Linked DNA regions of Sus scrofa: region 2 is linked to region 1. The links are chromatin contacts, called in public HiChIP or PLAC-seq maps. All regions are on one chromosome and are shown on one strand. Each heading gives the region's core, a stretch centred on a gene start, on an enhancer-like site or on the middle of the called end of the contact. The rest is flanking DNA. Distances are from core to core; before and after follow the strand shown.

Region 1 (5,849 bases), core at 2,488-4,987:
ATATGTCCTCATGGTCTGTCTGGAAGCTGCAACATGCACTCTCTCTGTTTATTGATGAGGAAGCCCAGGCTCAGAGAGGTGAAAGGTCTTTCTTACCCAAGGTTCCAGCAGTTACTGGCAGGAGCAGGGCCAAGATGCAGACTCCTGCTCTGGCGTGCATTCCTCCACAGGTTAGCCTTTGGCTGTAGGCAACCTGTTTGGTAGTATCTATTTAAAAATCTGTTTTGAAACATTGCAAAATATTAAATATTATAAGATGCATGTTGAAGGGCATCCTCAGGATAGAGTGGTCACAGCAGAATGGAGATTTTGAGATGTATGAATGAGGTTGAGACAAGCCCGTTATATGAAAGCATTCTGTTCTTAGCCAGCCATAGAATCATGACCTTGATTTTTGCACCTTTATTCATTTTTCTCACTCAAACTACCACAGATCATCTCCTCCCGCTTCCTAGAGCACCAGAAGATGGCTAGAGATGGGTCCATAGCCTTGCCGTCATGGCCTTCTCTTATACCTTTCTCCTTCCTGTTCTGCATAGACTTTGGACTGAGCCATCGTCCTCAAAGTTCCACTAAATCATTTGGGTTTTTTGGTTTATTTTTTGTCTCTTTAGAGCTGCACCCACAGCATATGGAAGTTCCCAGATAGGGATCTAACTGCAGCTACAGCTGCTAACCTACACCACAGCCATAGCAACACCAGATCCAAGCCACATCTGTAACCTACACCACAACTCATGGCAATGCTGGATCCTTAACCCACCAAGCAGGGCTAGGGATCAAACCTGCATCCTCATGATACTAGTTGGGTTCATTTCCACTGAGCCATCACAGGAACTCCCTACACGAAATCATTTGATGAAAAGATTGTTTATACTGCTAGATTAAGAACAGAATTGAAAAGGCACTGTATGATGTAGCCATGGACTGGAATAAGCTAAAATCAGCAATCACAGCTCCTAGACCCACCACTGTAAGGCAGCCTTGCTGGAACTTGGTTTCTGTAACTGTCTGTGGGGTTTCAGAATCTCCCTACATACAGATTTGCTGTGAGGATTAAAAGGTTAGGGAAGATTGTGTCTGTAATAGCACTCAAAACATGTAACCTGTAATCCACCCTCTGGCATTTTTCATTTTTCTTCTGCCCCTTCTGTCTCTGAAGACAAGTTACTGGAGAGATAGATGAGTTTACCATTTATTCACAACCTTCTGAAGGTTGCTTTAGGCATATTTTCTATTAGCGAAATTAATCTTCAGAGAGTTGGAAGGGACCTCAGACATGCTTTTGAGACCAACCTTGGCTCTTACTCAGAATAAGCTGGGAATTTTTTGAAAATACAGGTTCATAAGCTCCATACCTTGAGATTCTGATGCAGAAGCCCTAGAGCAGTGCCTTGGAGTTGGTCTGTTTGCATGTTATATGTCTGTGTATATGTGTTGTAGGAAAATTCCAAACATGAATCTGAAGATTAGCTGGTTTGGAAAACCTCGTTCCAGCTTCCTACAGTGCTGAGCTCTTTCTCCTTCCATCCCTGGCGTCACTTAGAAATGGAAAACCACTAATCACTCAGGCTCTCATCTTTTCCACTCAGTTGACTTGCCCCCTTGCACCCCCATTTCTTGGCACCCCACCTTGACAGCTGCTACTGCCAAGCATTGACGTTGATCCCTTTGGACTTCCTCTCCCTTCCCCCTGCTGCCCTCTAGTGGAGGTGCTGACAAGCAGCAAGATGTTGAAATGGGAGCCACCAGCGGTTGGCCAGTCTGAGCTGGTGAGTCCCATGGAGACAGCAACGACCACAACTATGGGAGGAATCATTAGATAGCCTCAAGCTGAGACAGTTTACACACAGCTTACGCTTAGAGCAGAGCTTTATAAAGACCCCGGCATCTATCTATGGGTCTTTTCTCCAGGTTTTAGAAATCAACCTGGAGATTATCCTTAGGATAGTTTTGCTTCCTTGTCCCCCCTTTCTTCTGTCATTTGCCCAAATTCTACCTCTTGTCAAAGATAATGGTTCCTCCCTACCTCTGCTAACCTTTGGATTTTTAAAATGTTGCCAACAATGAAAGTGTATTTATAAAATTAATACATTTTAGAAATTTCCAATCACCAGATTAAAGGGACAGATGTGAACACAGCACTAACAGTGTAAATTATAAAGGACACTTAAACACGTATGCTCACCTTGCATCCTTCCAAGACCCTGTGAGGTGCCTGTGGTGGTCCTCTTTTGCACAGGAGGCATTGAGGTTAAGAGAATTTGAGAAGATTGTGGTATGTCACCCAACAAGGGGCAGAGCTAGAACTAGAACTCAGTCTGGCTGATGGAGAAGCCCCCATGTGTTCCTCTAACATGCTATGCTGCCTCCCAGCGATGGTGTATTCACTCCTTAGTAAGGCGTAAATAAAAACTTCCATAGTAAATAGTGTTCAGTTTTATGGTACTATAGACGTAGTAACATCATTCAACATTTCCTTTAATGACTGTTTAATAATCAGTATATCTCTGCACCATCCACAGCTCCTCATTTTAATACTCTTGTACTCAGAATTGTTTAGCAAAGGACCTTGGCAGGTGGGTGAGTTTGGGTAGGAGGTGAGGACAGCAAAAGCCACAAAACCGTTGGAAATTGAGACTGGGTATCACAGCGTAAATACCATACACCCCTGCAAGCTTTGGGGACACTAGTTACTGGTATTAACCAGCAGAGTAAAACTTAGAGGCCAAGCCCTATGTAAACTGTGTGTGTGTGTCCCCGTTCGTCCGTCTGTCCATCTCCATCCATCTCCCACAGGATCCTGCATGACTGCTATACCACCTGAATGAATGTACCCTTTTTGTGGTGGTAGCAGTTTTTCACTCTTCTTTTATGCTTGATTGTTAGTGTCTTGGTTAGTGATCTTTTTATTAATTTTTTTCTTAGGCAACATAAACAATAGAAGATTTCACTTGAGTTTTCTTACCGTTGTATATCATTATTACTGGAATACTTCATACAACCTATTTAACTTAATTGGAATGTGTACACATACACAGGCCTGAACTGCCCTTTTCCCTGTAATGTTAGAAAATACAGCTCTGTGTACATTAGGGAATTTGCTTTGAGTCATAGACCCACCCTTTACTCTGTGTGTGAACAGTGAGGTATAGAAAGAACAATTTTTAGGATCTCGATTCTGGTTTCCTACCTTCCTGTCATTTTAAATCTTCCCTTGGTCAGGTAAATAAAATTCAATGAGCCTCATAAAACTAGGGTTGTATCACATATAATTAATTGAGTGGGTTCATCTGAGGATTCCTCATGGTCTTCCATGAGGAAGGTCTTCTGTGAGCTGTACCTTCATCTGTGCCCCTGGTTGAAGCCCCTGAATAGTTAAAAGGAAATTGTGTTAATTAAAATTAGTCATCAGTTGGATCTGTCTTTCCACCAGCTTGCATGAATGATGCCTTGCCTTCCTTTCTGACAGGTACTCAACTAGAGGATTTTTTCGAGCTCCAGTTTTTCTAATTCACATCTAGCCTATAAACACTAAACTGGCATAGTTAAAGGGATCCTAGACTAAGCCTTTTATCAAGCAAATATATCCCTGTAATGACATCTTATTTGTCATTAAATGTAGTTTTGTTGTGAGTTCAGGTTTTCTGCTGAAGGGTACATCTGGCTAGACAGCTGGAGGCTGAACTGCAGGCCTTGTGTTGCTGTCTGAACCCCACCCCTGGAATGTTCCAGGCAGCTTTCTGTGCTTCCTTCCTTAGCTGAGCACTGATGAGCTTGCAGGGTGTGAGAAGGAAAGTCACACATCCTCCTGGCCCCTTTTGCTACACTCTTCTTTAGCTTGTTACTGTTCTCACGGCTAGCTTATTTAAAATCAAAATTTAAGAAAACTTATCCTCCAAATTTTGACCCTTCCCGAGTTCCAGAATTCCAAAAAAATTTTGTTGAATAAATACTAAATAATAAAACATTTATTTAGTAATATATGTAATCCCTGTAACAAACTAGAAGCTGGGGTGGTAGGGGGAGGGTATTGTAAGGCTGAAAGGGAGGGAGTGAATGCCGTCTGTCTAGCCATTGTGTTACAGGGGCTGGAAACCCGGAGCCCACTGAGCAGAGAGCTCTCCCGAGAACAGACTGGATGGGAATCCTCTCTACACCACTTAGAAGTTGTGTGACCTCAGGGAAGTTACTTCACCTTTCTGTGCCTCGGTTTCCTTGTACAAGAGAGGAAAGTAATAGTGCCTGGCATGCAGGGTTCGTGTGAGGATTAAATAAGTTAATACATGCAAAGAACTTAAACCTACATGGCCCATAAATGCTCAGTAGGTATAAGCTGTTCTGAAACTAAAGAAAGAGAACCCAGAAGTCGTGTGGTTTGGCGGAATATTGACCACGTTCTCTTCCCTTCCTCTTCCTCTGCCCTCTCTGAACCACTTTGCTCACTTGTTTGTTTGTGTGCTTTTCAGGGCCACACCCACAGCATATGGAGGTTCCCAAGCTAGGGGTCGAATCTGAGCTGTAGTTGCCGGCCTGCACCACAGCCACAGCAACGCAGGATCCAAGCCACATCTACGACCTACACCACAGCTCATGGCAACGCCAGATCTTTAACCCACTGAGCAAGGCCGGTGATCGAACCTGCATCCTCATGGTTACTGTCTGTATTTGTTTCTGCTGCACAAGGGGAATTCCCTATTTTGCTTACTTGTGAATCCATCCTGTCTCCTGTTTCTCTTCTAGCTTAAGAATTTCCAGCAAAAATGTGTAGAATAAATACATGCTTTGGAGGGCACAAACCAGGTGTACCTTTCAGCTAAAGTGACTGCATCATATAGTCATTTTATGACAATGGAAAGCTCATTTCTTAAATGGGTTTAACCTTTTGATTGGCTTGATGATAAGACAGGACAGTTAGATCTAAAGGATGAGCATGGAGGGCACGGCATTATGCTTTTAGGAGAGAAGTTTTCTCCGCAGAGCCCACTTGTCTTGGTTTTAGTTGCTGTATTTTGTATGGGTGATACTCAAGAAAGCATAATGGAAATCAAAACCAAAGAGCAGAGTTATTCCTCAGGCCTCCAGTGCCTGTGTGTCTTTCCAGAATTCCTGATCCTCACCAAGGCCCCACTGACCTCAAAGGGCCCTTCTTGCCAGGCTTGAAGTACATCTGAGCCAGGGGGCTGGGATTCCAGCCAAAGCTGAATGAAGGTGCAAAATATATGACTAAAAAAAGCCCAAACACGTGGCATTGGGTATCATGGATAAGTTTGTTGGAGAAATGGTTTATAAATAACATGGAAAGGGGAGAAGGAAGAGGTCAAGATACAGAGTTGTGGTCTGAGACTTGAGGGGCATCATTTCCAAAGTGATAACATACTAAAATCAAATGTGCTCCCCAGATAAAATCAACTCCACATGGGCTTCTTTTTGTTTATCAAGATGTTTTATGCATTTGGCAGTAAGCATTTTAAAGGCTTGCTTTTATGTGGAGTACATCGAAAGACATTGAGTGTGATTTCAAAACAAATGAATGAAAACAAAACAAAAGCAGGAAACAAACTCCATGAAGGCATTGTGTTTTTCTGAGGATGATCTAAGGTTTGAATGCTGAAGAATCTGGAATATCTAGGGCTCTTATTAAAGTGGTGTCCTCCTCCAAACGTAGCACCATCTGTCACAGGATGGATGGACTAAAGACAGAGAAGGGAGGGGAAAAGGAGATCAGACACCCAGACACGTCTTTTCTTTCCCTCTTTCTGTGTTTCGGTTTGTTTTGTTTTTCCCTTGTTGAAGGCAGAGGGATCAGAATGCTGGCCCAGAACTCCCAAGACGGGAGGGTCAGGGAA
Region 2 (5,967 bases), core at 695-3,194, 76 kb after region 1:
AGGTGCGTGGGGATGTCCTACAGGCAGATCAAGTGATGGCACCCCGAGACCCCATAGTGGCTGCCAACATGCTAAGCTCCATTCCTTTGGCCATCCTGGATTTTCAAATGAGGAGTCATTGTGGTTACCAGACTGGGAATCATGTCTCCCATATTTTCTCATATTGGAGTTTGGGGGCTTTATTTTCTTTTTTGGCTTCTTGGTATCTGAAATTGCTGTTCAGAGAAGCATATTAAACCATGACTCTTCCATTACCATGCATTTCTGTTACCAACAGAGGAGGTAAATGAATCACTTAAAATGAAACAATTTCATCCTCTTTTGTACATTATAAACATAGCCTTAGCTTTGACTGTAATTATAGTATATGGGTGTTGCTGCTGAGAAAATGATATAATTATAACATTATGGTTGAGAACCGTCTTGAGTAAAAAACACCGAGCTGCAGTGTGCAAAGTTTAAGATGGGATTATAGTCCTTTTTCAATATGAATGAGACTAATTAGCCAACTGCAACTGAGAGCTTTGGAGTATGATATTAATAGTGCAATAATATCAAAGTAACAATGAAGGGAAAATCTAATTTTCCTGTGTTCCTAGGAGTCTTACATGAAAGTATAGTGCAGAGCAAAAAAGTTCACCAACTTGAAGGAACAGGGATAAATCCAGGAAGCTGGGTTAGAAAAAAATCAGCACTCTGACTTGCTTTTTCCCTCTTTCCTCCTGGTGAAAAGACCTTACATTAGGCATATCAACTACCTGAAGTCTCATTTCCCTAAATATGGCGTTTAAAGTTTCAGCTTTAAAATGTTTAAAGAGAAGTCTTAGTTCCCTGAAAATGGCTTTCTTTCCCTTTAATAGACCCATCTAATGGTCTTAGACTTTATGCTACCATAAATTAAAGTTCTATATCCTAACTGGAGTGTTGATGACCACCAACGCAGGGCGTTGGTCAAGTCATGAAGTGTAAAATTTATATCTTTGTTTTCATTGTATGTAAAGTTTATCTCAATTTTTTTAAATTTTGAAAATGTTTTAAAGACCAGAGATTTCCAGCAACATGGAATATAAACAAGTATAAAGAGCAGAGTCAGAAAACCTAGCTGAGAGTAGCTATTCCACCACATAAAAGTCACAGACCTCTTGAGTGAACCTGTTCCCTTTATTTTCAAAAATGGGAATATTTGTGTTTAGACTCTCACCTTTACAGGGATCAGGTGTGACCAAGATATGCACATGGCTTGCAAGTGTTCTAAGACTCTAAACCCTAAGGGGCCCTCAAAGGAGAGGAAAGCATGGGCTGCTGCAAGCAGTGAACAGGGAGACAGATTTCTGTGTCATGGAACGCGGTTCCCAGGTTGTTTTCTCAGCCGGAGGAGGACATGGCCAGCAGTGCAAGGAGCTGTGGACGTGTGTGTATGTGTTTTGGAGGAGGAGAGGGGAAATCATTTGTCTTCCTGAATTCATCTCTCTTCCTGGCTCTTCCTAGAGCCTTAATCCTCTCTTGACCCCAAGGTTCAAAACAGCGACTTTTCACTCTCCTTTGTTAATAGACGTCAGAAAACTGAGATTAAGCTTAGCTTTGTCATACCCTACTTCCTTAGTATGACTTTTAAAATTATTATTATTGCTATTACTATTATTGAAGAGAAATAAAAATAGTAATAGAAGTGAATAGAAATATTTCCTGTACCAGACTGGCAGCTTGTTAGAGCAACTGTCTGCAGATTGGATTGTTTCAGACTTTGCTTGTTTTGTGTAGCATCATCAACAAATTTAGGATAACCCAGAATACCTTAACCCCTTAAGAGCCTGTCGCTTAAACTTCACCAATACTTCTTGTCCTTGCATCAGTGGTGATAATCTTTTCTGCCTGAGAGTTTCAAAAAGGGCAACTGCCTTTCCTCAATTTTCCTTCAAATGAGAGGAGTACTTGAAAAATGAAACTGAAAGCAGTAGCCCTCGGAGTAACCTGACCCCAGCTCTCAGACTCTGAATCAGGCAATCAGGCAACTGTGGCTGGAATTCTGACACTGCTGCTTCCTAGCTGTGGGATTTTGGACAAATTGCTTAACCTCTGAACCTTAATAAGCTGCTGACCTGTAAATGAGGATAAATGCTACCTGCCTTATAAGCATGCATAAAAAGTTCCAGTGAACATGTTAGTTTCCTTCCTTTTTCTATTTAGCTCTGAAAATATGTGGTATAGGAAGTTGTTAACATTTCATTAACACAAGGGAAAAGTATATAAATATACCAAACCTGAGATCTGATATCCTTCAGAATATTTTTTTAAAGGGGCATTAGTCTGGAATTTTATCAATGAAATAAGGAGTATTTGTAAAATGGTAACCAGAATTAATTAAAAACGAACAAAATGCTTTAATGATTCTGAGAAAGATAACCTGAAGATAAATATTCAGAAAAAGGAAATTATCAAAGCAAAAAGATATAGGGCACTTGATGTTTGCAAAGTAATGGAAGCCATAAAACCCCATTAAAGAGGAGACAAAGCCAAAAAGGCTGGTTCTCTTTGAAGGGCTTTTGAAAACAGACATCTGGAAAATTATGGTCTACTCCCTGGGCCTTATTTCCCACTCTGGAAAAGCAGCCGCCTCATGTACAAAAAGATCAGCCAGGAGATGAAATGATTTATCAGAACTGGTGAAAATAATTAAATCTGAAAAGCATGATCCTGGACATGGAGTGGGGTGATTTCTGCAGAGATTTTGAAAATAAAGTAGTTCAATACAAGGATTTGGTTTGACTGTTATAAAGCAATGTGACAGCTTGAGAAAACAGAATGTTCTGAAAATCCTGTTTACTTTGGTGGTGAGCCAGCCATCCAGGGGAGAAACCAGAGTTCTTTTCTTTAAGAAATGTAGGTTTCAGTTGGAAGAAAAAAAATTAGGGTAGGTTTCAGCCTTCAACCTAGTAAATTGGGAGTATTTACTGAGCACCTATTTTAAGCATAAAATCATCTTAAATGACCCAGGGAGTGGATGAGTTAGGGGTCCCAGGGTTATGAAGAAAGAAGATGTGGCTCTTGAACTTGAAGGCTTACAATTTATTTGAGAGTTCTTTGTCCCCATTTTCCTTATACTGTGATGTTATTCAAAGTCATATAAGATGCCACATAAATTCACTGGGGATAATATTACAGAGAGCAACAGTGACACTTAAATGCTTCCATTATATTCACTACCCCAGTTATCTGCAGTTGCCTGGGGAAATTGCAAGCAAGGACAGGAAAATGCCAGTACCAGCCAGTTCCAGATAATGAAATTATTTGCTCCAAAAACTTTCACTGTATTACTAAATTAGATTGGTTAGGACTAAAAAGCAATAGGACTGATTTTCTTATGTGACTCATGAATTCATTTAACTCTAAAGATAATTCCCCAGGAAGAGTTTTAAAAATGCTTTGAGCAGTAACAACCTCATTGGGATTTATTCAAAACTTCCCAAGATACTCACTTTTAAAGATAATATCATTTAACTATATGAGTGCCAGCATGATAATTAAAATGATTCATTTTATTACTTTGAAGATAAAGTTAGAAAAAGAATTGTGTGTGTGTGTGTACATGTAAAATATGTGACCGCGTCACTTTGCTATACAGCAGAAATTCACAGAACATTGTAAATCAACTATAATAGAAAAAATAAAAACATTACAAAAAAAGATTGAATAAAAATAAATATAGCCTCAAAAAAAATAATGTCATTTAACTACATGAGTGCCAGCATTTTATTACTTTGTAGTCACACCAGGTGCTAATAAGTGAGGTTAGTAAATGTAATAATATATAGCATATGGAAGTTTTTCTTTATGAAGTATATTACTGCTGTAATTATAGCTGTCTTTTTGGGACTCTCACCCAGATACCCCAAGTAAGTGGGTAACATAGCCTTTATCCTGAGCACTTTTCCAAGTATTGTAAATTCATGAGTACAGGCAGCCACTGTCAGCTTGCAGCTATCAACTTCAAGGTGATTTTAAATGGTTATAGGTCTTCTTTAGAAAGGTGGACTTATCGTCTAGCCTGCTTCATAGGGACTCAGTGGGAAGAAAGTGGTCTTGTTGAATAGGGGAAAGAGAGCAAGACATCGAGTTCTCCTAATTTCTTCATCCTAATAAAAGGATCCTGAGTGGATAGTAAGGATGTCTGGAGTGATTCTGGGAGACTTGCATGGCTGTTGCCAAGGCTTGGGCTTCCTATGATTAAACCCTAAAGAAACCACACCGCTCATGTGTTCCTCTACAGCGTGGTTCACATTGGAGAGGCATATTCTCTATTTTATGATGGTTTGGTCGCAAATTACCTTCAGACTCGACCCAGCCACATCTCTAATCTCCATCATTGCCTTCTAGCATCTTGCAAATCCCAAAGAGGTTAGCAAACCTCCAGATTCTCAAAGCTGAACCAGGTTTTAGTTTTTGTTTTTTGGGGGGTATTTTTGTGTGTGTGTGTCTTTTGTCCTTCCTAGGGCCACACCCACGGCATATGGAGATTCCCAGGCCAGGGGTCTAATCAGAGCTGTAGCCACCAGCCTACACCAGAGCCACAGAAACGTGGGATCGGAGCTGCGGCTGTGACTTACACCACAGCTCACAGCAACACCAGATCCTTAACCCACTGAGTCAAGCCACGGATCAAACCTGCAATCTCATGGTTCCTAGTCAGATTCGTTAACCACTGAGCCACAATGGGAACTCCTGAACCAGATTTTGAGTGGATACCCTGTGCAGTGTTGAGAATGAAACAGAAAACTTGGTGTGTGGTAGCCTTTTATCAATAGGGATCTGAGAAGAGCAGGCCAGGGGCCCCACATTAGTAGACACACATGGGCCAAGAGATGGGCTTCTGTAGTGTGTCCTGGCGCTATGAAAAATGGGAGAGACATACGTCTTAGAGTGACACACTGAACTGTTCTCTGTCTCTTCTCTCTGCTCCTCTCTTTTCACTTATTCTCCCTCTCTCATCTGTCCAGCAAATGTGTTTCCTCAAAACCTTTTTCTGGACTGATGTTATCGATCCAGAGATGGTACTTCTGTATTGAAAGGGAAAGTTGTATTACCTGACTTCATTTGGTGGGACTTCTGCTATATGCTCAACTTAAGCATTATGTCCCAGTACAAGTATTTTTAAAGTGTTTTTCAACCTGATAGTATATTCATCTTACCCTTAAAATTAAACTCCTGATTTTAAAAAAAAATTACAAAAGATAAAGGCACTGTTTTAAATTCTCTAAATGACCCAGACGGTAAACTATTTGGGGATATCATTCAGTTGTGTTTGTTTTTGTTTAGGATCATTTAGAAAGGGAAGTGTGTAAGTGCTACTTTTAAATTTACCACCTAGAAATATGTAAGAGTATTTACATCATGTTTACCATGTGCTGATACACAGCTTTCAAATTACAACTCATAAACAAAGAGTTGTTTGCCAGAGTTTAGAATTGGAACTTGATAAACTTCCTGCCTTAAGAATTAAGCAAAATGTTACGCACATCCCACTCATTATGCCAAACAGATGAAATGAAAGTGCTAGATTTTATAGCCAGGTAGTTGCGACAGCTATAAAGAATTCTGAATATTTTTTTTTTTTGTCTTTTTTTAAGGGCTGCACCCTTGGCATATGGAGGTTCTCAGGCTATGGGTCTAATCAGAGCTGTAGCCGCCAGCCTACGCCACAGCCGCAGCAACATGGGATCCAAGCCATGTCTGCGACCCAACACCACAGTTTATGGCAACACTGGATCCTTAACCCACTGAGCAAGGCCAGAGATCGAACTTGCAACCTCATGGTTACTAATTGGATTCATTTCAGCTGCACCATAACGGAAACTCCGGAATCCTGAATTTTCAAACTTCAAATCCTGAAGCTGAGTTTTTTTACCTTGAAAAATAAAATATTGTCTTTAAAAGTAGGTCTTTAAAAGTGATGACACTGCTACAGCATGA

Evidence for each region. HiChIP or PLAC-seq counts read pairs in DNA pulled down with a chosen protein or histone mark.
Region 2: an H3K27ac HiChIP or PLAC-seq map of skeletal muscle shows a contact between it and region 1. The contact joins two enhancer-like sites. A contact is called at or near these places in 13 of 47 Hi-C or Micro-C datasets (alveolar macrophages, brain, fetal skeletal muscle and 7 more) and 1 of 2 datasets of contacts at active chromatin or transcription factors (skeletal muscle).

Annotation. Positions count from the first base shown.
Region 1 is chr16:27,275,739-27,281,587 of Sscrofa11.1, forward strand. The region is part of intron 1 of GHR (growth hormone receptor); the gene reads left to right. Among named protein-coding and RNA genes, the nearest start is that of GHR, 20 kb to the left of the region's middle. Within about 2 kb of position 3,738, at least 8 of the 83 cell types and tissues checked have an H3K27ac peak or open chromatin away from gene starts, as enhancers often do. A contact at or near this core is called in fetal skeletal muscle, retroperitoneal adipose tissue, skeletal muscle and 1 more, where this site is marked.
Region 2 is chr16:27,353,592-27,359,558 of Sscrofa11.1, forward strand. The region is part of intron 2 of GHR (growth hormone receptor); the gene reads left to right. Among named protein-coding and RNA genes, the nearest start is that of GHR, 98 kb to the left of the region's middle. Within about 2 kb of position 1,945, at least 36 of the 83 cell types and tissues checked have an H3K27ac peak or open chromatin away from gene starts, as enhancers often do. A contact at or near this core is called in fetal skeletal muscle, retroperitoneal adipose tissue, skeletal muscle and 1 more, where this site is marked.